Regions from separate parts of the Mus musculus genome. Here all the other regions are linked to region 1. The links are chromatin contacts, called in public Hi-C, HiChIP or PLAC-seq and promoter capture Hi-C maps. All regions are on one chromosome and are shown on one strand. The core of a region is the stretch at or near the end of the contact, and the rest is flanking DNA. Distances in the headings are between cores, read along the strand shown. Region 1 holds the start of Clu (clusterin). Region 2 holds the start of Extl3 (exostosin-like glycosyltransferase 3). Region 3 has its middle 77 kb from the start of Gm5464. Region 4 holds the start of Adra1a (adrenergic receptor, alpha 1a). Region 5 has its middle 28 kb from the start of Gm41178. Region 6 has its middle 15 kb from the start of Zfp395. Region 7 overlaps Zfp395 (zinc finger protein 395).

The links. HiChIP or PLAC-seq counts read pairs in DNA pulled down with a chosen protein or histone mark. A called contact is a pair of places that touch in the nucleus more often than the background predicts. Capture Hi-C pulls out chosen DNA fragments and counts their contacts.
Region 2: an HNF4G HiChIP or PLAC-seq map of pancreatic cancer cells shows a contact between it and region 1. The contact joins the promoter of Extl3 here to the promoter of Clu in region 1. A contact is called at or near these places in 2 of 115 datasets of contacts at active chromatin or transcription factors (bone marrow-derived macrophages and pancreatic cancer cells).
Region 3: a Hi-C map of cortical neurons shows a contact between it and region 1, with 8 times the contacts expected there. The contact joins the enhancer-like site here to the promoter of Clu in region 1. A contact is called at or near these places in 9 of 39 promoter capture datasets (the 3T3-L1 cell line, 3T3-L1-derived adipocytes, the C10 cell line and 5 more), 2 of 15 datasets of contacts at CTCF or cohesin (large pre-B cells and pro-B cells), 28 of 484 Hi-C or Micro-C datasets (B cells, the Ba/F3 cell line, CD4 T cells and 17 more), 1 of 115 datasets of contacts at active chromatin or transcription factors (astrocytes) and 2 of 9 other capture datasets (adipose tissue and embryonic stem cells).
Region 4: a promoter capture Hi-C map of adipose tissue shows a contact between it and region 1. The contact joins the promoter of Adra1a here to the promoter of Clu in region 1. A contact is called at or near these places in 1 of 115 datasets of contacts at active chromatin or transcription factors (astrocytes) and 1 of 9 other capture datasets (adipose tissue).
Region 5: a CTCF HiChIP or PLAC-seq map of embryonic stem cells shows a contact between it and region 1, with 12 times the contacts expected there. The contact joins the enhancer-like site here to the promoter of Clu in region 1. A contact is called at or near these places in 3 of 39 promoter capture datasets (the 3T3-L1 cell line, hippocampal neurons and stem cell-derived epiblast-like cells), 1 of 15 datasets of contacts at CTCF or cohesin (embryonic stem cells), 10 of 484 Hi-C or Micro-C datasets (the Ba/F3 cell line, the N1E-115 cell line, cortical neurons and 2 more) and 1 of 9 other capture datasets (embryonic stem cells).
Region 6: a contact with region 1 is called in a Hi-C map of cortical neurons, with 2.5 times the contacts expected there. The contact joins the enhancer-like site here to the promoter of Clu in region 1. A contact is called at or near these places in 4 of 39 promoter capture datasets (the 3T3-L1 cell line, hippocampal neurons, liver and 1 more), 6 of 484 Hi-C or Micro-C datasets (the N1E-115 cell line, cortical neurons and embryonic stem cells) and 1 of 115 datasets of contacts at active chromatin or transcription factors (epiblast stem cells).
Region 7: a contact with region 1 is called in a Hi-C map of liver, with 2.4 times the contacts expected there. The contact joins the enhancer-like site here to the promoter of Clu in region 1. A contact is called at or near these places in 1 of 39 promoter capture datasets (liver), 3 of 484 Hi-C or Micro-C datasets (cardiomyocytes and liver), 1 of 115 datasets of contacts at active chromatin or transcription factors (embryonic stem cells) and 1 of 9 other capture datasets (adipose tissue).

The regions. Positions count from the first base shown.
Region 1 is chr14:65,966,653-65,970,012 of GRCm38.p6, reverse strand. Clu (clusterin) reads right to left here and starts at 1,530. Exons shown (of 9, transcript NM_013492.3): 1 at 1,325-1,530.
Region 2 is chr14:65,096,622-65,099,981 of GRCm38.p6, reverse strand. It overlaps Extl3 (exostosin-like glycosyltransferase 3), which reads left to right and starts at 1,876. Exons shown (of 7, transcript NM_018788.3): 1 at 1,876-1,985. Gm52119 (a long non-coding RNA gene) reads right to left here and starts at 612. Exons shown (of 3, transcript XR_003951142.1): 1 at 1-612.
Region 3 is chr14:66,790,140-66,793,499 of GRCm38.p6, reverse strand. No RefSeq gene overlaps it. Among named protein-coding and RNA genes, the nearest start is that of Gm5464, 77 kb to the left of the region's middle. Within about 2 kb of position 1,524, at least 12 of the 459 cell types and tissues checked have an H3K27ac peak or open chromatin away from gene starts, as enhancers often do. A contact at or near this core is called in cortical neurons, where this site is marked.
Region 4 is chr14:66,633,592-66,636,951 of GRCm38.p6, reverse strand. Adra1a (adrenergic receptor, alpha 1a) reads right to left here and starts at 1,701. Exons shown (of 4, transcript NM_001271760.1): 1 at 1,349-1,701.
Region 5 is chr14:65,325,100-65,328,459 of GRCm38.p6, reverse strand. No RefSeq gene overlaps it. Among named protein-coding and RNA genes, the nearest start is that of Gm41178, 28 kb to the right of the region's middle. Within about 2 kb of position 1,694, at least 38 of the 459 cell types and tissues checked have an H3K27ac peak or open chromatin away from gene starts, as enhancers often do. A contact at or near this core is called in embryonic stem cells, where this site is marked.
Region 6 is chr14:65,341,630-65,344,989 of GRCm38.p6, reverse strand. No RefSeq gene overlaps it. Among named protein-coding and RNA genes, the nearest start is that of Zfp395, 15 kb to the left of the region's middle. Within about 2 kb of position 1,564, at least 394 of the 459 cell types and tissues checked have an H3K27ac peak or open chromatin away from gene starts, as enhancers often do. A contact at or near this core is called in the N1E-115 cell line, cortical neurons, embryonic stem cells and 4 more, where this site is marked.
Region 7 is chr14:65,373,926-65,377,285 of GRCm38.p6, reverse strand. All of the region lies in intron 1 of Zfp395 (zinc finger protein 395), which reads right to left. Among named protein-coding and RNA genes, the nearest start is that of Zfp395, 17 kb to the right of the region's middle. Within about 2 kb of position 1,480, at least 298 of the 459 cell types and tissues checked have an H3K27ac peak or open chromatin away from gene starts, as enhancers often do. A contact at or near this core is called in adipose tissue and liver, where this site is marked.

The DNA of each region.
Region 1 (3,360 bases), core at 281-2,780:
CAGGAAGAATGCAGCCCTCTGAAACCTCATTTTAATATTCTTTCCTTGACAATAAAAAGTCCTAAATCTCTCGGCCTTGGTTTCTTTATCTGTAAAATGGACCTGATACAGACCTCAAAGAAGCGATCCTCTATTCAGTAAAGCTAAGAACAGACTCCCTCTAGGTCTGCTGGTAATATGGACTCCGGGTCAGAATCTGCTAGTCTCCCAAGTTTCCCGGCGCTGTGGTGTTGTTGTTCCAAGGACAACGCTGCTCAGTTCAGCCCGCTGCCTTCCCTCTACACTGACTTACTTCCTGTCTTCTTTTGGAGGCTGGCCTACTGCCTGGCTGCCAACTACCCTGGGTGCATCAGCCCCACCAGGGCCAAGGACCTCCTTATCTAGTAGGAAAACATAGCCTCTCCCATTGTGGCGTATTTTCTCCATTTTTTTCCAATGCATTTTTATAAACCATCCCTTCATAGGTCCTGTTTTTAAATATTTTTAAAAGTCACACATTTGCTGCTGCCTAATATTCCATTGATTGACTACCATTTGCAGTTTGTTTTACTATTCTCACAGGGTCGGGCACTAAATTGTATGATCCTGTTAAGAGAACTTGTATAGACTCTTGAATTCCTAACTTCTTCCTTTAAAAACAGCACCAGCACCATTTTTAAAACTGGGCCCAGAAATTCTGGAAAAGCCAAAGGGCTTCAGTTTCTTATTCATATAACGTTTGGAGGCTGAGCCTCTAATGGTCTCCAGGCCTCAGATTACCATCTATAAAGTGATCCGGTGGGATCAGACGTCTCGGCCTGGTGGAGCATTTCTCTAAAGAACTGGATGAATGCAGTCAGCTCAGCAAAACGGGTCTGGATGTCTGCAGCACGTCTTTAAATACACAACATCTTATTTATTATGCGCTGTCCCAGGAACTGAAAGGGAGGTCCAAATGCAATGACTCATGCCCAAAAGACAACAGCCACTACAGAGATCCGCACCTAGTCGCGGCGCTGAGCCACTCGCACCCCTGCGCCTCCCGCATCGTACGGCAGGCTTCAAGCCTCAGTTTCCCCATTTTTGCAAAAGGAAGATCTTTGTATGTGGCCTATTGAACAGCTGTGAAATTGTGATCCGGATTAAAGAACACGGAGACTCCCGTGTCTGAGCCAGCGTGCACCCCCTACCCAACCCCATGCTCGGCTGTCTGGTGATGGGGCTCTAGTCACCTCCCACTTCCCCACGGCTGCGCCAGCTTTCCACCTAGCTGCTACCCTTGCCCTCCCATCCCTGCCGGTGTGGCTTCAGCGGCGCTGGGGTAGGAAAGGTGCAGCTGTCTCACCGGTCTGCGGCTTGGCTCCAGTGCGCTCCTCCTGGTGACGCGGGTGGTGAGCACCGGGGAAGCGCCCTATTTATAGCGCTCTGCTCAAGTACACCCCCTTTGGGGCTGGCTGCAAACCTGCGTGACTCACGCCCAGAGAATGCCGGAGAATGCACCAGGAGCTTTCTGGAAGCCTAGAGGTGGGGGTAAGAGGCGCAGCACCCAGCGGGGGGCACCAGGGGGCGCATGGGCATCACAAATGACCGCATTGGTTGCTGTAGGGCCCCTAAATTGGTGGCTCTAATCCCTGAGAGCTACCAAAAACCTCTCAATCAGGCCCCAACAGAAGAGTCTTAGAGGACAAGGAATCCACACACTACACTGGCCTGCTTCCAGCCCAGAACTGGCACAGGATTCCACCGCCCGACGCCCACCTTATTGCATGTTCATCTTCCACATCCTTCCACATCGTTCACTCCTTTTCTTTGCTCCCATTTTAATGGGAGAGTAACAGAAACATAGAAGATGGCGTAGGCATTGTGCTAGGGAAGAGTATACACGAAGTACTTGGCTCCCTAAACGCTGCACTGGGCTGCTTGCTGGTCCCTTGGCAGACAGATGGAGGAAACAGAAGCGGGTTAAGAATGAGACAATGATACATCAGTAATCCCGAAGGCCTCTGCTGTCCCTGAATTCGTAAAGCCTAAGCATGGCTCCCACGCACTTGGGACCCAGTCAAGCAGGGTGGGCTTCACTGCCTCTGGACCTAGGACCCTCACACCTGTTTTCAAGTATACTACCCCATTTTCTTAGGTGATAGAGCCAATGGTAAGGTGTCTATGTTTCTGTAAATAACTGCTCACCGCATGCTCCTGTGGGCAACACTAATGAAATTTATGAGAGGAAGAGAGAGAGAAGAGATAATGGGAGGAAGAAGAGGACAAAGAGGACACGAAAGAGAAATGAAGGAGGGGAATATATATATATGACTATGCCATTCTTAAACTCATTATGTATAATTAATATATACTAATTCAATTTTTTAAACAAAAACTACTTTGTCCCAGACTTGGAACTCACACTGGTTTCTGAACAAGGAGCCTATGGTGGAAGTTCTCCGTGGAGCCCTGCTGCTGAGTAGCTGGGTCTGTGACCAGAGGTGCTGAGAGGCACCCTAGCTGCTTTTTGCTGAGAACAGGGACACCTGTTATGGGCATCTCTGGGAAGAAGGGACAACCTAGAAGCCCCCACCATGCTACTTCTCGGGGGAGAAGCTGAGCTTCCCACTCTGAACCCTGGAACATCCGTGTATCAAATCCCAGCACTCGGGAGGCAGAGGCAGGCGGATTTCTGAGTTCGAGGCCAGCCTGGTCTACAAAGTTAAGTTCCAGGACAGCCAGAGCTACACAGAGAAGCCCTGTCTCGAAAAACCGAGAGAGAGAGAGAGAGAGAGAGAGAGAGAGAGAGAGAGAGAGAGAGAGAGAGCCTGGCATCCCCCTCAAGCTGTCGAGGAACCAATGTAGGTAACACAGTTTGGGTGGCAGGCCTTGAAAACTATGTAAAAGAAACAGACTTGAAGGAGAAATGTGTGGTCGAGGTCTGTTTCCCGTTCAGATCTTTAAAGGAGCAGCCATAGGGCCAGATTTCCATTTGCTCAAGGCCCAGAGACTATGGTGATTTGGTACTTTCCCAAAAGGCAGCCTACAGGAAATGTCTAGGAATGGTCAGAACTGGGCTAAGGCTGGCTACAGTCCCAGCTGTTCCCTGAGGCACCCAGTGCCTTTAGACAAACCACTCTGCCCTTGGGCCTTAGTTTCTTCCGTCTGGGAAAGATGAATCTGAAATGAGTCCTCACTAAGGCTTTCTTTAGCCTAACCTGATTCAATGCCAAGTCTGGGAAGATAACTAACCAGAAAAACAGAGTCAACAGAAACTTGGAGGAATGTTCCCCCCACCCCACCCCCAAATCTTCTTTTTGTTTTCTTTATAAAGAAAAATAAAAAGAAAGAATTATCAGTAATAGCTACATTTTCTATGGACACCGATGTCCTTGTAAT
Region 2 (3,360 bases), core at 627-3,126, 870 kb after region 1:
AGCCTGGTGGCACTTGGCTTAGGCACTTGTGGCATCTTTGACCTATTTCCAGCCTTTAGCCAAGAAAAGGCCGATCACTCCCTGCGCCCCAGCCTTGTCTAGTCAATTTCTACCTCCTGCGCTCATCAGTGGGAGAGAGGAGCGTTACATGTCCCCAGAAAGGGAAGGAGGAAGGATGGTTCGATGGTTAGTTGTTGTCAACTTGACACAAGCTAGGATCTTCTGAGAAGAGGGAACCTCAGGTATGGGTGGGTAGCACGTGCCTTTAATCCCAGCAGAGGCAGGCAGATCTTTGTGAGTTTCAGGCCAGCCGGGTCTACATAGTGAGTTCCAAAATAGCCATGTAGAGGGAGACCTCAAAATGTTCTCCCCCAAGTGGAGAGAGGGAGGAGGGAAGGGGGGAAGGGAGAAACTCGTCTATCAGATTGGCCTGTGGGCAAGTCTGGGGCAGACCCAGCCTATTATGCACAGAGCCACCCTTGGGCAGGTGGTCTCTAGTGTAAAAAAGAAAAAAAAAAAAAAAAGAAAAAAAGAAAACTGAGCCAGCCATGGGAAACGAGCCAGTGAACAGCCTAACTTCAAGGCCTCTGTTTCAATTTCTGCCTCCAAGGGCCCTGCCCTGCTTTAAAGTTTATGCTTCAGCTTCTTTCAATAATAAACTGTGACTGGGATGTGTACGCCTAATAAACCCTTTCCTCCCCAAGTTGCTTTTGGTCGTGGTGTTTTATCATAGTTACAAGAGAGTAAAATAGGATAGATGAGGGAAAGAGCGGAGCCTGACTTGGAGATGGGTGGAGAGATCAGGAGATGAGGAGACTGCTCCAGAAAATCAACTGTCAGGGTTTTAAAAATGTTTTGTTTTGCAAAGGGAATGGTTAACTCAGTCTGCCGTGGGAGTGGAATCCTGTTTTCTCAGCCTCCCTGTCCTGAGCACTGGGTCTGGGTGCTCCCAAGAAGGGCAGGTGGAAGGGTCAGCAGCTGTGAAACCATCTCTGGGGTGCAGTTCTCCTTAAAGTAACAGACCACCCAAGCACAGGGATGGAAATGAGCTAACCTAGCTGGGTGTGTCTGGACTCTGTGGAGGAAGCCCTGGGGCAATAGCCTTGTTTTGGGGGACTCAAATAAATACGGAGAAGCAATCTGACTTTAAACTATACTACAATTGTTAATTTTAATAGATGAGTTTGAACTGTTTTCTAAATTAACTCGTGCTACTTTTAAAATTGATCCTATCTCCTCCCTCTTTCCTTCCCTTCTCCTCCTCCCCCCCCCCCCCCCCCCGGTCTCTCTCTGCCTCCTCTGAGCCCTCCCTGCCCCTGCCCCCCCTTCTCTCTATATTCTCTCTGTAGTAGAAGGGTCTTCCCAATTCCCAAACCACAGAGCCTGGCTTTAAAGTATTTAAAAGATACTCCTTTTAGTCCATAACTTGCAAGGTTGATTAATCTGTTTTGCAAAGCCGGGGATTTTTTTTCCCCCTAAGCATCTACTCAGCCCCGCCCTTTATTTGCAGCTAAATATTTAAAAGTGTTTCAGAACTGTGGGTCATTGCTAGCACGGGGTACCACATTTGGGCATGGGCTTATTTTTAGGTTGAGGGTTACCCAGATTAATGGGGCCTCTTCTCCAGGCTCCTGGCCCTTCTCACAATCACTGGCACCCAGCCTGCGCCTGGGATCCAGGAGGGCAGAGCCCACCGCCCCCCTCCGCCTGTGCCTTCGGACGCGTCCGGAAAGTCACGAATGTCTCTGCGCTTTCCTCTCGCTCGGCAGACGCAGGTTCGGCCGTTTCCGGCCCATCTTCGGCAAGTTCCGCCGGCGCGGGTCGGAAATGGCCGCCGGCCGGCAGGGGGAGTGGAGGATCCGGCCGGCAGGGGGAGTGGAGGATCCGGCGCGGCCTGGGAGGCGCGCAGCCGGCGGCCAGAGCGGCTTGTGGGAAGCGGACTTTCACGCAGGCAACGGCGGTGGCTCGTTACTGACTGGAAGCCGGTAGGAGTCCGGGCGGCATGGAAGCCCGAGGACCCGGGCAGGGCTGGAAAGGCTGGTGGGAAGCACCGGGCAGCCTTGAGCTTGCGGCTGTGGCGGGCGGGGGCACGAGCGGCGGTGCCTGGGAGCTGCGGCGGCGGCGCAGCCGGGTAGGCCTGCCCCGCGCGGGGGCCTCGCTCCGCTGGGGCCGGGCACTAGCGGCCCACGGGAACATCTCCCGTGGAAGCGCAGCCTTCAGCTCCCCGCGATCACTCCCACATCTGGCCGCTTCTCCTCGGCACAGCTGCGCGCCGCTGCCCGTCGGGCTCTTCTCTCCAGGTGGCCACTTCCTGCCAGGGGTCCAGGTGTTGCTGTGCTCTGTGTCCTCCCGGGGCCTGGGTGTGCCACAGCTGAGGGATTGGGGGTCCCCGTGACGCCCCACATGGAGTGACTGTTCTGTTGGCGACAGCCCCATGTCAGAGCCCGAGAAGCTGGGCAGCACCGAGTGTTTGCCCTAGTCCATAGTGAGCAGCTGCTTAGCCTCTGTTGAGATATCCACGGCCCTGAGCCCACTGAAAGTCGATGGGTGTCAGCCTCCAGCCTGGATCGCTGCTCTTTAAATTCTCAAGGCCTTTAATAGATCCTCTTCTTTTGGGGAAGAGGAAAGTCAATATGTGATTTAAGAGGTGGCAGTAAGCGGTTCTTCACTTTTGTCTTGTTCTTGTTCCACTTGGAGAGTCTGGCATTTCAAGGCTGGACTTCTTGACCCTCTCTCTTCTACCCTCCCTCCCTTCCCATCCATCCATCCATCCATCCATCCAAGCAGGCTTGGAGGTTCCTGTCTATTGCTCAACAGTTAGCTTTCCCCTCTGACTCAATGACTATAACTCTCTGTAGAGTCTGGGATGGTGGTTCTTCCCTGGGGCATTGATAATCTTGAGTGAAACTAGACTTTCTCAACAGCTTATTCCAGCAGAGGACTTTTATATAAATCGTAATGAAAGAAAAACCACTTTCTTAAACTCTTACTTGGTGTGTTAAACATATCTATTTCCTGTGAGGATTTCCAGATCTTTGCCCGTGGAGAGCCTGAAGAGCCTGAAGAGTTGACGTTAGTCTGAATGCTTTCTGGAGGAGACCTAGAATTGTGGCTATTAAGAATTGTGTGTGGGTGTTTTGTTTTGTTTGGTTGTTGGAGATAGGGTCACGCTGTAGCCCAGGCTGACCTGGAGTTCTTGGTGAGCCTGTTGCTTCAGCCTCTGCAGTGTTGGGATTATAAAGCTGGAGCCACCAAATCCAGACCTAGCATCTTCAGAATCCTTGAGACACCAGTTTGGACACCAAAGGTGAAGGTAGAACTAACAAAAAGCTTTGTGTGTGTGTGTGTGTGTGTGTGTGT
Region 3 (3,360 bases), core at 275-2,774, 820 kb before region 1:
TGCTAAAGTCACTGTGTGTCATTGTTTGAGTGATATTATTAGGAGTCATGGCCTTATTGGAGTAAGTGTGGCCTTGTTTGAGAAAGTGTCACTGTAGGGGTGGGCTCTGAGACACTTCTTCTAGCTTCTAGTCTTCCCCAAGCAGCCTTCAGATGAAGATGTAGAACTCTCAGTTCCTCCTGCACCATGCCTGCCTGGATGCTGTCATGTTCCTGCCTTGATGATACTGGACTGAACCTGTAAGCCAGCCCCAATTAAACGCTGTCCTTTATAAGAGTTCCCTTGGTCCTGGTGTCAATCACAACAATGGAAACCCTAACGGAGACAGTGTGGATGGGCATGGGCTCTGTGGCAGTGCATGGATGTGCAAACCCAAGAGGCTAGAGTGGGCCACTCGCTATACTATGCCAGTGAAAGAGATGTGTAATGGAAGAAGCCAGGTTAGGAGATCTATTGCTGTGGTCACTGTGGGAAGAGGAACGCATCTAGAAGTTCAGCGTTGCCCCAAGTCTCTCATGAAGGTTCTTGAGGTTTAAACTTAGAAGAAGAATTGGGGGAAGGGGCAAGAGGTGTGTATGGTCACCGTCATGCATTGTCTGCCTGGCCACTGTTCCAGTTCAGGTTCTTCAGAATGGTTGAAAGGAGTCCTGATATTTATCATCACGTAGGGGGATCAGTCTGGCTCTTAGGAGATGTTTATTTCAGGATGCAGGCTTGCTCTACTTGATGGTTGTTCTCTGGGAAGTTGTAAGGAGCAGTCTGTCCTGAGAGGTTCAAGGTGACTGAACGTTTAGGATAATAACTGACCCCTGTTTTCAGACTGGAAGGGGGGTGAAGTGAGGCTAGACAGACAGTCCTTAAGTGATTGACATATCCATGTGCAGAGCTATACAGGTAGCCCGAGAGTAGAGGAGTCAGACACTGGATTGCACCCCGCATTTGGTTACCTGATGAGGAGTCAATGCTTTGTAGCAAAAACCGGTCTATGTTCTTGCTCACTGCTAGCCTAGCTCTGAGCTGAGGGTGCAGGATGCTCACGGAAGCTCTCAGCTTTGCCTTCTGAAGGGCGGCGGCCATGTGAGGTCCAGATGAGTTGGCTTATAAAATGTTCCAGGACGCATGCCAGACATAGGAAGTTTCCAGGGGATATCATTAGCCTTTGCTCTCCAGGTCTAGTGGGTGTTTAGCAGTCACATGATCTCATTCTATTTTATATGTGACTATCAGATCCTTGAGGACAGAAACACGTTTTATTCCTTGCCCGAAAGCACTTAACAGTTTCTTCCACTAACAGGTGCTAAGTGTCCAGGGGTTTACCTTATAAAACAGTGTGCTATCGAAAAACAGAAATACTGGCACTTCCCGGGTTTCCAGAATGAGCATCTTAGCCCTCAAGGTCATCCGGAGAACAACAGCCCTTTGCCTGGTGCCTTTAATTTCACTTTCACAGAGACCTGGTGGACAGAAGTGAGAGGTGTTGATTAGGGAATTCAGAACGAATGGCCCTTGGCTGTGCAGTGTGTGCCATTTGCCTGTAGATGGCGGCATTGCACGAGCCTGAGAGGAAGACAGCCAGCGCGCATGAGATTTCCGCTGCTCTGGGGCCAGCAGCTCCTAGCTGTGGGATCAAACAAACAAACAAACAAACAAAACAAACCACCACCACCAACAAAACAAAACAAAAAACTGGCGTTCAGGGACCTTGTTTGATCCAGAACTGGGTTGTACAGCTAAGAAGTCATCGAATGCATCAAGCCGTTTGGCTCAGAGTCTCAACTTGTTCTCTTAACAGGATGCATGCAATGCTACTAAGAATTTAAATGTAGGTGGGAAGGGGGGATTGGGATGGAGCCAAGAAAGGGAACAACATGATCAAAAATATATGGTTAAAAAAATTGTTAAGTGGCAAAAATGGTTAAGAACTGGTGATGTCCTGTGGCCACATATTCTCTCTCCCCTCCTTCCTTCCCTCTCTCCCACCTTCCTCTCCCCTCCTTCCCCCCCCCCGTCCCCTTCCCCTCCCCTTCCCAGTCTCCCCTCCCTCTCCTCCTTTCTCAGTCTTCCTCCTTAGTATCCCCCTTCTCTTCCTCTGTCTCCTCTCTTCCCCCTCTCCCTCCTTATTCTTTTTCCCCACCCCTCTCCTTCCTCCTCTTCCCTCCCAGTATTTTTCCGGTTCTTTTGAGCTGCACTGGGTCTTCACGCTTGTGTGGCAAATGATTAACCAATGAGCCGTCTCTTTTGTCTCGTAATGTATTTAATTTTTTTTCTTGGTCACCTAGCTGAGGAAGTTTGTTTGTTTTGGTTTTTTTTTGTTTTTTTTTTTTAAGTAAATTACTGTGTCTCATTTCTTTGAACAGTATGATTTTGAAATGAGGGTAGGTAAGGGTTTTTTGTCTTAAGAGAGTGGAGCATGTACATTTTAATGCACTAATAGTAAATGTCCTTTCAGATTTATCCATATCTCATATTTTAATGTTATTATAAGTTCCATTGTATACATAATCTTATGGATTAATGTTTACAACATAGTGCTATTTAATTAAAATTTTTTTTTTTTACATTTTATGTTTTGAAGAGTTATTTTATAAATATGAATCTTTTTTTTTTTGCCTGCATGTAATGCCTGTGGCTGCCAGAAGAGGGAGTCAGTTCCCCTGCACTGAAGGTAAGGCGGTTGTGAGCTGCAATTTTGAGGTTGGGAACCAAACCCAGGTCCTCTGAAGAAGAATCAAATGTTCTTTTTGGTTTGTTTGCTTCTTACGAGACAGGATTTTTCTGTGCTGCCCTGAAATTTTCTCTGTAGACCAGACTGGGTTTGAACTCACAGTGATCTGCTGAAGCAAATGTTCTTAATCATTGAGCTAGCTCCTTAACACCCTTATTTATTTGTGGTGTGTGTGTGTGTGTGTGTGTGTGTGTGTGTGTGCACGTGTGGATTTCAGAGGACAACCTTCAAAGCTGGTCCTCTCCTTCCACCATGTAGGTTCTGGGAGTGGAATTCAGGTCATCTTTACCTGCTGAGTCATTTCTCCAGTTCTATACATTATTTCTGTATACTGATCTTATAGTCCTGCTAATCTTCCATTACCTTTTCCCAAGCCTTCCTGGAATTGCATGTAGATGATCAGGTTGTCTACAAATGAAGGCATTTTTACTTATTTCTTTGGCATTGGTGCTGTCTCAGCCTTAACACATGGACTACATTTCCTAGAACATTGCTCAGAAGTGGATTGAGCTTATGCGCAAAGCATCCAGGCTCTGTGGATCCCCAGCATCTTTTGTAGACTATGTTTTACAGCCTGTAGATTGATTATAGCTTTTGTAGACTACACATAACAGTGTGGATTCATTGTATCCTTT
Region 4 (3,360 bases), core at 452-2,951, 670 kb before region 1:
AGTCCGTGAGCCAGTCGCCCTGGACAGCCAGGCCCTGGGGAGCTCGCCCAGTAACCAGACTCCTGCTGGGAGCCCGCCGCTCTGCAGTCCATGAGTGGCTTTGTGAGGCCCTGACGTAGGCAACACGGGACAAGGGAGGGGACTGCGTGCTCTGTCCCCCTCTGCAGTCCTCCCCAGTCCTCCCCTCTGGGAAGGTGCCTTCGAATGCTTCACCTTGCCTTGGCTGACCAAGTTCAGAATCCAAAACAAAAGCAAGCAAGAGAGAAAAAAAAAAAAAAAAAAAAAAAACTCCCCACCTCAAATAATGACAATAAAACCCCAAGCTGCAGTAGCTGGAAGCTGAATTTCGAGAGATAGGTTGGAGAAAATAAAGCCCCGAAACGCCCCCTTCCTGCATCACCACCTCAGCTCCACATGCTCGACTGCAGCTGCGGTTGTCGCACAGAGGCAAGCCGGTAGAATCTCAGGGGTGGTGTGGGGATCCTCCGTGTCTCCCTTAGAACAGGTTGCACCATAGTCACCTGGAGAGGGCGGTCTGGGAGTGCGAACCTCGGAGAGCACGGAACCGCAGGGCCGCGCGTACGCTTTCTCCCGCGGAATTTGCGCTCGTGGGAGCAGAGCGCGCGGGTCTGCCTACCAGCCAAGTCACCCTCGAGAAAGAGCTAGGTTCCCAGCAAAGCCAATTCCCAGAGCTAAACAGGGCCCGGATGGATTCAGGCAGGATCTTCAAGGGGCGACCGCTGTAGGGATTCCAGTCTCAAGCCACACCCGGGCTTTCTGGGAGACCTGGGTGGGAGCGCATTATTCCTCGGACCAGGCTTTGTGAGTAGCAGTCACTGCGGATTCCCTAAGGGACTTAAAAAAAAAAAATCAAGTCCCCATGCCAGCAGTCGGGGAAGCCTGGGATTTTCTGGGCTAGGGTTCACGATCTGCCTAAATAACCCGATTTCTACACTGCAAAAGGACCAGACCAGGAGATGTAAGACAGAGGTTTGGGGCTTCGGGACCTGCATACTTTGTCTTTTGGGGTACAGCCCTAAGACTGAGATCTCAGGAGCAGGCTGCTGTGAAAACAATCACAAGTTCAAGCCCTCACAGGTGATAACCAAACCACACCAACACTGCGGAACCCGCTTTCTCCCACTTGGGGTCTATATATGGGTTAAAATGACACTTGTTAACTAGAAGGTAACTTCCCATGGCAAATCAGGGAAACCTGGTGGTTTGGGGTGCTGGTTTCAAAGCCAGTCCCAAAGCGGAGAATCGAGGCTAAGTCCAGGGGCACACCAGCCCACCCCACAACTCGGCCCTGCGGGATGCCGGCGCTCCGCACCGCTGCGCTACTCACCTGCTGCGCGGCTGCGGAGGCCCTGGCGCCAGGAGAAGCGGACCTTCAGTCCTCGCAGAGCCCTCTGGTTCTCTGCAGGAGAACAGGGTCTCCAAAGACCAAGACCCAGTCCTTAGCACCCGCTGACTCACCCCACCACTGCTGAGCCCTCAAACTCCGGGCTCGCTTCTTGCTTCTCCTGGATATTTTAAAATAAAGACTGAAAACAGAGAAAAGAAATGACAAATACAGCGATCCAATAACTCCACGATCACCAGTTTGATATTCAGTTCCTGGACACAGAAAAGAGCGGCTCGGAACTTTGCAGCTCGGGTTGACGTAGTACAGGCAGGCTGTAGCCTAGCGAGTACCGTAATCTCCAGCTGTTACCGTATTCCTCTGCAGCAACCCGCACATTTCGTAAAATTCGGGGTTACTGTCCTTCTCCTTCTTATTTAAAAAGTGGATTTCGTCTCTCTCCCTTCCTGTTTCTCTGTCCCATTTCGATCTCTACTTCCCGTTTACCCCTTCCTCTTTTTTACCCTCATCCCTCCACGCTTGATACTGATCCCCCTCCCTCTCCTTCCCTTCTCTGGGTTTCCCCTATCAATAGGCTGATAAATACATTAAAGAACAAAACCAAATAAAAAACCAACCAACCAAAAGCAGACTCCCTTCCAAGTTCTTACTGAATAGATAATGTGCTCACGGAAATTCCCCAAAGGTTACTTTGAAAAGTTTAGTCCAACTCCCGGCCCGGTTTATTTCAGTCAAGAAGTCGCCTGGCAATGGTGGTAGTGGCATGCCTTTAATCCCAGCACTTGGGAGGCAGAGTTCAAGGCCAGTCTGGTCTACAGAGTGAGTTCCAGGATAGCCAGGACTATACAGAGATACCCTGTCTCGAAAAACCACAACCACAACCACAACCAAAACCAAAAAAAAAAAAAAAAAAAAAAAAAAGGAAGTGTGTGGCTGGTGGTGGCAAATGTGTAGGTGCTTGACATTATTTGCAGATGTTTAAAAAGTACACAAGCCCAGAGAAAGCTCCTTAGACTTGGTTGCAGTAGTTCAAGGAAAATAAAGTCTTTTAAAATATGACCCACCTTTCATTTGGTTACACGGAGTTTTAAAAACTATATGCTCTCAAGGCAATCTCTCCCTCAACCAGTGTCTATAAGTGCACTTGTTTCCAGTTCTCAAAAGAAAATATAACCTTGGAGAAGAGTTTCTTCTCTTTTGTTACTTTTTTTTTTAAACTTGTTTGAGTGGAAAACGTACACAACCAATTTTATTATTTATCTCGTCTGGACAAATTCCACGCTCTGGTTAACTTAGGACTTCGTGAAGTCAAAAGAACTTCAGAGAATTAAGAACAAACAAGAATTTTCCCATTCTGGCTCCCGTTTCCTATGTCTTTCATTGTTATTGACTCGGACAGAGGATGAGTGTTCCAAACACTTGCTAGAATCCCTTAAATCTTGCGATGCTGAGCTAACCTTGGGAGCATGGGGCTACAGCTGCATGTAGCAGGTACAGTCTTCTCTTGCATGTATATATGAAACAATAACTTAGATCACAAAAGCCCTATATTTCTGCTCCCTTTCCTGAACAAACTTGTGTTAGCATTACTCATTTTCCAAAAAAAGATGTTTAGAGAATTTTTTTAATTCGATATTTTCTTCATTTACATTTCAAATGCTATCTCCTTTTCTAGTTTCCTCTCCGAAAGTACCCTATACCCTCCCCAGCCCCACTCCCCAACCCACCCACTCCTGCTTCCTGGCCCTGACATTCCCCTGTAATGGGGCATATAATCTTTGCAAGACCAAGGGCCTCTCCTCCCATTGATGGCCTACTAGGCCATCCTCTGCTACATATGCAACTAGAGACAGGAGATCTGGGGGTACTGGTTAGTTCATATTGTTGTTCCTCTTATAGGGTTGCAGACCCCTTTAGCTCCTTGGGTACTTTCTCTAGCTCCTTCATTGGGGGCCCTGTGTTCCATCCAATAGTTGACTGTGAGCATCCACTTC
Region 5 (3,360 bases), core at 445-2,944, 640 kb after region 1:
AGCAACCATATGGTGGCTCACAACCATCTGTAATGGGATCCTATGTCTTCTTCTGGTGTGATTGAAGATGGAGCACTCATATACATAAATTAATTAAACTTTAAAAAAAAATCCTAGCACTAAAAAAGTAATTTAAGTGAAACAAAAGACTTGAAGTGAATTAATGAGCGTTTCTCGAAGGTGTACACGTACACCCAGAACTCTGAAAAAGCTGGTGAACCGTGCTCAAAGCAAATGAGTGACAAACTTTGGAAGACCCAGGAGATCAGGACGGGAGCTGCTGTCTAGACTTAGAAAAGAGGGGAAGTAGCGCCCTCTAGCGTCCATTCTCTGCTGGAGCCCGGGACTAACGAAGCCAGCTGAGAAATGCGAATTTCTTAACATTCTGATGACAGCATTACTGTCAAACACCAGTCATGTGCCTGCTTAATAAAAGAAATATGGAAACATGTGGAGAATCTGGGATCCTGTGAAGAATTCCATCCTAGAGGGTGGGTAGTTGAGATTTATGACTACAACTGAAGATGGACAGAGAGAAATGGGAGGAAGACCACAAACAGAAGAATCAAAACTGGAAAGGACAGACATCAAAATTCACGTGGGAATGGAAACGTGTGTGGTTTAAACATTTGAGACGACACTGGGCTTTATCTGAAGGCTCCAGTTTCATCTTTTTTTTTTTTTTTTATGTCTCTTTAAGAGATTCTGGGCATAGCGTGGTGGCGCACACCTTTAATCCCAACACTTGGGAGGCAGAGACAGGCGAATTTCTGAGTTCGAGGCCAGCCTGGTCTACAAAGTGAGTTCCAGGACAGCCAGTGCTATACAGAGAAACCCTGTCTCGAAAAACAAAAAAAAAACAAAAACAAAAACAAAACAAACCAAAAAAAACCAAAAAACACAAAACCCAACAACAACAAAAGAATTAGAAAAGAGAAAAAAGAAAAAAAGAAAAAATTTAAAATATAAAAAAGAAAAGGAAGAAATTATCTGATAATCCGAAATTTATTTATTTATTTGTTTGTTTTGAGACGGTCTCACTAAGTAACTCTGACTGTCCTAGAATTCACTATGTAGGCCAGGCTGGTAGAGATCTCATGCTGGGACTAAAGGTGTATGCCACTATGCCCAGCTAATTCCAGTTCTTGACAGCAGTCTTCAGCCGCTCTCTGAAAGCCCATGGGAACACCAGATCTAATCCTTCCCACTCCCTGCCACCTTCTCTGCCCTCTAGGCTGTGGGGAGAAATGGGAGGATTTCCAGGCCAAATACTGAATGAGGAGGCCGTGTCCACTCAGGAAGAGTGGCTATGGAGCAACTGTGAGGTGGGAAGAGGTGTTCTTTGGAGTCAAACTCTCAGTCATGACCCAGGCCTGCTGTTAGACAGTCATTGCTTGGGCTTGCTACTCCATCCTAAATTCCGCAACGGTAAGATAAAGGTGCCAGGTCCTCCCTCTGCCCCTCCTTCCTTTCTCCCCCCCCCCCCCCCACTAAGGGTCTTGTGGAAACCAAACCAGAGTAGGCAAGGGCTTCTGAAACCTACAGTTTAACACAGCCTCTCTCTCTCTCTCCTCCTCCTCACCCTCCAGAGGAGCCTCCTGACTACCCCGCAGTTCTCACCCCCTCCCCTTGTCCCTGGGACGTCCAATACACTTGCACACCCAGCAAGATCACCGTCAAACCAACAGCAGCTGCAGGGGAAGGAACGGTTTGTTTGCATTCCAGGGCAGGGTGGTGTGGGAAGGCCTTTCTGAACCACCCTCATTACTTCCCCATTGTTTTCCAAGTGCTGATGCCAGGCACCCGAGAGTCTCTCTCGCCAACCTTCTCTGTATCTCCAAGTCCTGCTGTCGCTTTGAGTCTATATCCTTCTAGCTCCCCGGTCTCGCTCCACCTCTCTGGAGACTCTGTGATGGGCGGTTCTTTGCACATCCCCTCTTTCCAGTTACCCAGGCACCAGAGCCCTCTAAATGCAAGTCTCCTCAGATCGCTTTCCTATCTCACAGTCCCGGATCAACTGTTCAGTACCTAGGGCGAAGCCTTGACTTCCTGGCAGGGCTCAGATTCCTGTTCGGGCTCTTGACTGACTTTCCGGCTCTCTCCCCAACCTCATGGCAGCTCAGACGGGTTTCTATAGAAACCATCAGCTCTCGTGGGCCATCCAAGTCTCCAGAACAACTCATGGCGACTGAGGGGCTTCCTGGAGATGCTCCTTGTTTTCAGCCTTCTCTTCTTTCCTCTTTCCTCTTTCCCTTCCTCTCTTCTTCCTCATCTTCCCCTCCCCCCTTTCCTCCATCTCCTCCTTATGCTCGCTCCGTCTTTCTATCACCCTCCATCCCTCTCCTTCCTCCCCCTTTTCTTTTCTTTTCTTTTCTTTCCTTTCCTTTCCTTTCCTTTCCCTTTCTTTCCCTTTCTTTTCTTTTCTTTTCTTTTCTTTTCTTTTCTTTTCTTTTCTTTTCTCTTCTCTTCTCTTTTCTTTCTTTCTTTCTTTTTTTTTTTTTTTGGTTTTTTGAGACAGGGTTTCTCTGTGTAGCCCTGGCTGTCCTGGAACTCATTCTGTAGACCAGGCTGGCCTCGAACTCAGAAATCTGCCTGCCTCTGCCTCCCAAGTGCTGGGACTAAAGGCGTGTGCCACCACGCCCAGCTCCCCCTTTTCTTCTTACCCTTCTCCTCCCCTCGGCTTTGGCCTTGCTGAGGATTATATCCAGGGCCTTGCACTTGCTTGCACGGAGCTAGCGACCCAAGCCCCTGAAGCCAAGTCAGTCCTGGGCACACCAGGATAACTGACTCTCTGGCTTCTCCCCGGGTCTCTGGCTATTTCACTGGGTCGTTTCTCTCTCTCTCCCCCTTGTACATCCCACACCACCTTCATGGACTCATCCTAGGCTTTCTGCTGGAACAGCCATCCCCATCTGTAGCTCCTCCCAGACTGCTTCGTCAGTCCTCTCTTTCAGCTCTGCTCGAGGTACCCTGTTCAAGCCCATGTGTTGCAACAGCTGCCCTCTCCTCTCCTCAGCTTCTCAGGTTCCTTAAAAGCAAGAAAAGGTTTATTTCTCACAACCAACCAGTTAGGTCCTCTGTATCTGCAGGTTCTGTGTTCTTGGGCTCTAACACACACACACACAGACACACACAGACACACACAGACACACACAGACACACACAGACACACACAGACACACACACACACACACACAGAGCTAGGAAAAGTTATCACAATATTGCTGATATACATCCACCACGCAGCAGCCAGGCCTGCCATGTACTGTCAGTACTGTCCCATCTTGTCATAGTACAAAAGACACAGTTTAACAACTACTCACATTGTTTTAGGAATTGCAAGTCACCTAGAAATGATTT
Region 6 (3,360 bases), core at 315-2,814, 630 kb after region 1:
AGCACCTCTGGTCATTTGGGAACCTGCACTCACTCACATATACCCACATGCAAGCACACACACAATCTAAGATAATAATACATCTTTAATAACTAACACCAGGGAATAGAGGACTGATGTTCCAAATTAGAGACACTAATGACAGAAAATCACACGTCCTCACACAATAGGGTCAGCGCTTTGGGGGGTGGGGTAATTCAAAAGCCTCCTGTTCCCTTCCTTCTCTATGTTTGTGACTTCTGACTGACTAGAGTCTTTATGTGGTGTGCTTCAAGTCCTCAGATATAAACCGGTTAGGTAGTGGTAATGGATACAGTAGCAAATACCACGTACAGCTACAGTTTCTCCGTGCTTTGTATTTTTCAGATGAATGGAAACTCATTTGAGGAAGGTATTGCCCGGTGTTCGCTAATTTTTGCGAGTTCATTTGTGGAGCACATTAGGTTGTGTGAGCAGCCCTCTGGCTCATCCTAGTTAGAAAAACCAAGCACAAGCTATTGAATTGCCTAGAACAACCCCCAAAGGGCTTATTTGTGTGTATTGTGGCCAGATGCAAGCATGTGAACTACGTGAGGACCAGCAAATGAATCAGTTCCTGGAAAAAAAAAAAAAAGTGGCAGAGACCCACTCAGGAACAAGCACGCAGCAGGCGTCCACCTCTTCGAGCAGCAACACTAGAAACACCGCTCCATAGTCCTATCCTAAAGGATCCAAGAAATTCAGGGCCTAAAAAAACGATGTGCATGCAACCCTTCACCAACCACAGTACTGTGTGTGCAGGGTGGAAGGCGCAAAGGCCAGGAGGAGCTGTGCAGCCACTAGGAACTTGTTTGAAGACTGCGCTGCGCCGGATCATCCAGCTCCTATCCAGGCCCACCGCAGCCCCGGCCCCCAGCCCGTTCCGCTCCCTCAGCTTGGAACTCCGGGCCACGTTTTCGCGCTTGCTCTCCCACCCCCCTCCGCCAACACCGGGTTACTGCTCCCCCGCCAGGAGTAAACAAGCAGCCGGAGCCCGCAGCCAGTAAGCCGGGCCCCTGAGCCCAGTTTCCTGCGCCAGCCCTAGCAACAGGCCCCGCCCCCACGACAGGCCCCGCCCGCATGCCTTCTTCCACTCCCACCCCTCCGTTCCTTCTCTCGCCGGGTCCCGGAGCGCTAGAGGCCCGGAGCCTTCAGCCAGCCTCCTCCCAAGGGACCGCCCCGCCCACGCGGCCCCGCCCACGTGACTCGCGCTATGGGCCGGAGAGAAAAATAAGCTGGGGGCGTGGCCAGATCCCGTCCCGCCCCGCCCCGAGGCCTGCGCGGCCTGGCTCTGCTCCAGCCCGCGAGCCGGGCTGGGCTTCGTGGCGGCGTGTATGCCGCTTCTGTTTCTGCAGGCGCAACGCGCTTTGCTCCATCTTCCCTATAGCCTCTGCTCGGCTGAACCTCTTAAAGTCGCTGCCTGAGCCCCAGAATCGGCCTTTCGGTCCTTAAACGTATACATTCCGGCGGCGTAAACGCGCACCCCTGCGCGGTCAGGGTGGCGCTGGTCGCCCTTTCCTAGAAGGTGAGCGAACTTGAGGTTCAGGACTGAAGAGATCCACTGTCAGACTCCACCTCCTGTTGCTTCTGTCTGGTCTCTTACTGGTCAGTGTCAAATGACTGACCACTCCAAACCTGCAGCCCAGTCTCAGCCCCCGCCTCATCCGGGGACAGCACAACTGCTATAATGGAGCTAGGCATAGCTGGCAAAGAGAGGTGGGAGGCCTTCCCAGCAGTACTTTCTTGTGCCTGTGACAAGAGGAAGGATTGTTCAGGCCAGAATTCCGCAGCCCCTTTCTTCACCTACTTGTTATCTTAGGCAAATCTTTGCTGGATTCCAGAGATAACTTATAACCCGGAGGAGGAGCGACAGTAACTACCTAACAGAGATGATGCACAGAGTAACACCAGTAGATAAGGTGTTCAGAATAGGGATTGGCATCCAAGCTAATAAAAAAAAAAAAAAATCACTCAGGACTGGTCACACACTGTTGTCTTTTTAACGTGCTCCCTGCTAGTACCTGCAGCAGCCTGACAAGGCTTTAGGGGCCTGAAGTCAAGGTTTTTTGGGGGGAAGGATGGAGGAACAAACAGGGGATCTCTTTACAGGCTAAGGCAAATGCATCTTATGGCTAGTAACCCTTGAAATCTTGTGGGATTCAACCCAGACCTTGTTCCTGTTATTGTAGCCGTCCACCACTGAGCTACACCCCCATTCTTCTTTGTACAGATTAGTTTGAGAACTTGTGACTCTCTTTCCCAAACAGCTGAGCTTACAGACTTGAACTACCTGATCCAGCACCGAACACGTTTCTAAGTGGAAGGAATGTGCAGTGAACGATCTGTGGTGCCAAGGAAAGAGGTGTGGATGGTGGGGTCTGGAACAGGACGAAGATGGGAGTCTGAGAAAGAAGCTGGCCATAGACCCAGACAGGACAGGGAGACACTACAAGACCCTGGTCTTTTATTCTGACCCCTCATTCCATAAATTACACAAGTGATAGTGTGCTCAAGTTTCTTCAGATGGAGCCTTTTTGCTCTCTCTCCTTTATCAGGTCTCTCTATTAGCCTCAACTCCATCCTGTGGGTACTGGTGGTTAACAAATGTTTCAATGTGTGTTAAATGAAAACTTATATACATTACCCTCTGGGCCCATAACTTTATCTCCCTTCCTTCTTCCCTCCCTCCCTTCCTCCCTTCCTCCCTTCCTCCCTTCCTCCCTTCCTCCCTTCCTTCCTTCCTTCCTTCCTTCTTTCCTTCTTTTTTTATTTTATGAGGCAGAATTTCTCTGTACCCATACACCCATGCAGTCTCTCACACGTACACATAGAACAGAGATAAATCTTAAACATATTTAAAGGAATTTTTGCTTCCTTATGCAACTCCAGAATTATAGGAAGCCAAGAGAGGTATTACCTGGGGTATACAGCCAGTGAGACTTAGAACCAAGTTTCTGCTTCCCAGCTGACTGTTAGGGCCATCATGCAGGAGTTGGAAGGGAAAATAGTACAAAGGGTGGGAGCTGGAGCTGGGGAGAGTTCGGTGGGTAAGAGTGCACAAGCATGAGCACTGAGTTCAAATCCCAGTGTCTGCCTGTGTGAACACTTGTAAAACAGTACTTTGTTGGGGCATAGGATCACTGGGGCTTACTGACCTAGCTCCAGGTACATTAAAAAAATCCTGTCTCAAGGAAATAAGGCCAAGAGTCATAAAACAGGATATCCAATGTCCTGGTCTCTCACGCATGGCCACACACACATACATTTTCTCAATCTCTCTCTCTCTCTCTCTCTCTCTCTCTCTCTCTCTCTCTCTCTCACACACACACACACACACACACA
Region 7 (3,360 bases), core at 231-2,730, 590 kb after region 1:
CTCTAAGACTGATTTCATAAGAGGCAGGCCTTATAGTGCAGGCAGGGTTGTGATCCCAGCTAACCGGGAAGTTGAGGCAAGAGGATTCCAAGTTCAAGGCCCGACTAAGCTACACAGTAAGTTCAAGGCAAGCCTGGGGACTTAGTGAGACTCAGTTTCAAAGTTTTTAAAAGATGAAAAGGAGGGGGGGGAGCCAGCATTGAAATAGCATGCACCAAAGCTCTGGGTTCAACCCCTAGCTCTGAACACACACACACACACACACACACACACACACACACACACACACACACAGAGGAAAAGAACGGGCAAAAAGCAGGTAATACATGTATAGGTGCAATCCCTATAGTCCTGAGGAGGCTGAAGCAGGGGAGAACAGCCTAGACAACACAGTAAGAAGATCCTGTTTCAACCAGCAGAAAGTAAATACATACATAACAGAGAGGGAATGTTATGGTTAAACCTGACTGAAACTGGGCTCAAACTCCTCCCCGGAGGAGACAGGGAGATAAAGGAGTGCTGACTTGGCACTCTCCCCAGAGCCAGGCAGGTCTCAGGGGAGGGGACTAGGAGCAGAGTCTCCCCGGGGAGACAGGCCCCAGACAGCTGGCAGCTCTGTGGCTTTTCCCGGCAAGCTTCGGAGCCTGGTGCTGGAGCTCAAAGGGCAAACACTCAGGTGGTTCCCTGTCTACTCTCAATTTAACAGACAATTTGGGGGCTGCTGTTCTTTCCTACCCCAGTAACCCAATAAAACATGGAGGATGGCTCAGGGGAAAAGGTGCCTGTCACCAAGCCCAGGGACCTGAACCACATCCCTGGGTCTCACATGGTAGAAGACTAGAACCACCTCCTGCAGACTAGGCTGTGTTCTGGCCGAACTCCACACGCACATGCGAGGTACAGGCACAGGCACACAGTAAGTGAATGAAAGATCATTTTTAATTTGGAGGGACAGTTGTACCCCTTTTTGCCGTGGAGAAAGCAGGGTCCCTTAAGAAAGCCACTCATTTGCCCAAGATCACCTTAGGAACCCGGTGGGGGAACATTTACAGTCTTGGTGGCTCCTCCTGGGTTTGGTTCTCCCTTCTCCAGGAATTGAGGGGTAGGAAGGGTGACCCAGGAAAGAAGGGGCCTCTGGCGAAAGGAGAGCAGGTGACATTTTCCTCCTTGAAGAGAAGCAGAGCATAGGATATAATTCTTTTTTCTTTCTTCTTTTTCCAAAGAAGTGCTTAGAGCAAGTGCCCTTTAGAACGTGGTCACCATTTGAACGGATTAACCTCAGACCCTGGTGATGCCAAATGAACAGAATGGCTGCTGACGGTGAGCCCACTTGGAAGAGGAGGCTGCAGGGTTCAGACGTCACTCCCTGACATTACCACATTCCCTGACAAGGCCAAATAAACAAGCAGAGGGCTTGGCGGAAGAGGCAAAGTACCTGGCGACGCTCCTGGCTGAAATCAATAGGTCACCCGGCAGCCCTGCACCTTCCCTGTGGCGGAGAACCAGGCTCCGGGTGCCAGCAAATGTGCCGGCGATTCAGGCACCAGGCTGGAGTGTGAGACTTACAACTAACAATGACAAACAGTGTGCGCACATGCAAGGAATACTGTGCCTGCACAGACACTCAACAGGGAGGGTGGAGATCAAGGCACTAACTAAGTACCCCTCAGGAATCAGTGTCCACTCCAGAAGCCACCAGCAACCACCACCTTCAAGTCCGAAGCTCCGCACCTCACCTGTGAGGGTGAGACTGCATCTGCCTCACTGAGCCAATGCCTGCACACTGCGCCAAATCCAGAAGGACCATGTTCCTCTCATGGCCGTGAGGCCCGTGCTAAATAACATAGCAAGTGACTCTGAGCTCTGCACAGCCACTGTCCACCAACAGCCATCTAGGAACTGGCATTGCACCGGGGTACCCGACCAGAACCTGAAATACAACTACTTACTCTCAAGGGAATCCAGAAGCCTACCATGGGTGAGCCACTAATTAACTGGAATCCCAACCAAGCTGACTTCAGCAAGCTAGGGGAAAAGAAATCCAACCTCTTGCTCTTAGAGGCCTCCTGGCCAGCAAACCCCCTGGGGTCAGTCCTCAGTGCATACTCAATGCAAGCCTAGACATTTAGGGAGTCCAGAGAGAGGGAATGTCTGTCTCCCACATGACCAGGCGCCTGTCACCTCTCTTCAGCCACGGTCTGCTCCCCTGCTCACTCCCCTGTGCCTACATCTGTCTTGGGGCCCTGCCCAGGGTGTTCAAGGCTGACTGCCAAACTTCCCCGGGGTGTGGCCTGGCCAGCCTCGTGGAGCAGATCCGGCCCACACTGGCGCTAGGACGCACTTGAGCACTGACTCACCAGAAACCTGGGGCCAGCAGTACCACTGAGCAAAGCCCCAGACCCTAGCCATCTGCTGACACGGCTGTGTCAGGGCCTAGGTCCTGAAGACAATGCTAAGTGGAGGAAGAAGACAAGGATGGTTCCAACCCTGCCCAGAGTAGAGGCACAGGCGCGCGCACACACACACACCTATGACCTAAGAGCACAGGTGCTCATGGCTACTTCATTAGAACGGTTGGTTACAACATCAACAGACAAGCACGGAATAGGAAACTTGACACACAAACCACAGTCTTTCAGAGGCTATGTTCAGGACCAGTCCAATAGCTTTGCTGATTCAGCTACCCAAGCTCCAGTAACTCGATGTGCAGTTCGAAATTTGTACTTCATTTAATCCTCCTAGATAATTCACAAGATATGTGCCCTGGCCATCCCCATTTCCCAGATAAGCAAACTGAGCCCCAGTGAGTTTGAGCAATTTTCCAGAACCACAGACACAGAAATGACAGCTCTCAGCTGGGAGTTCAGATGATCTGATTCCAAGAGGCCTGAACTCTCAGGACAGCCAAGATGGTCACTCACAAATGAGCAGAGGCCAGGCTGCCTAGGCGGGATGACTCCTGAGGTTTCTTGTTAAAGATCTTAACTCACAGCGAGGTCAAAGTGGCATGGGTGGTTGTGGCAGGAAAGGGGAAAGGGGCCCTGGGGCAGTGATCCAGGATGGGGCTTCCCCCAACAGCAGGGCCACCAGAGGAGAAGGCACATATCAGCCCCGGCAGCAAATGAGCTCACTGCTCGACTTTGTGACCTTCAGGAAAAAAAATAAGGCTGCTTTGTTATGCCTTGGTTACTACACCTGTGACATGGTAAAACACGCACGCGCACACACTCACACACAGTTTTTCAAGACAAGGTTTCTCTACATAGCCCTGGCTGTCCTGGCACTCACTCTGTAGGCCAGCTAGACTCAAACTCGGAAAGCCTCCTGCTCCTGCATCCTGAGTGCTGGGACTAAAGGTGT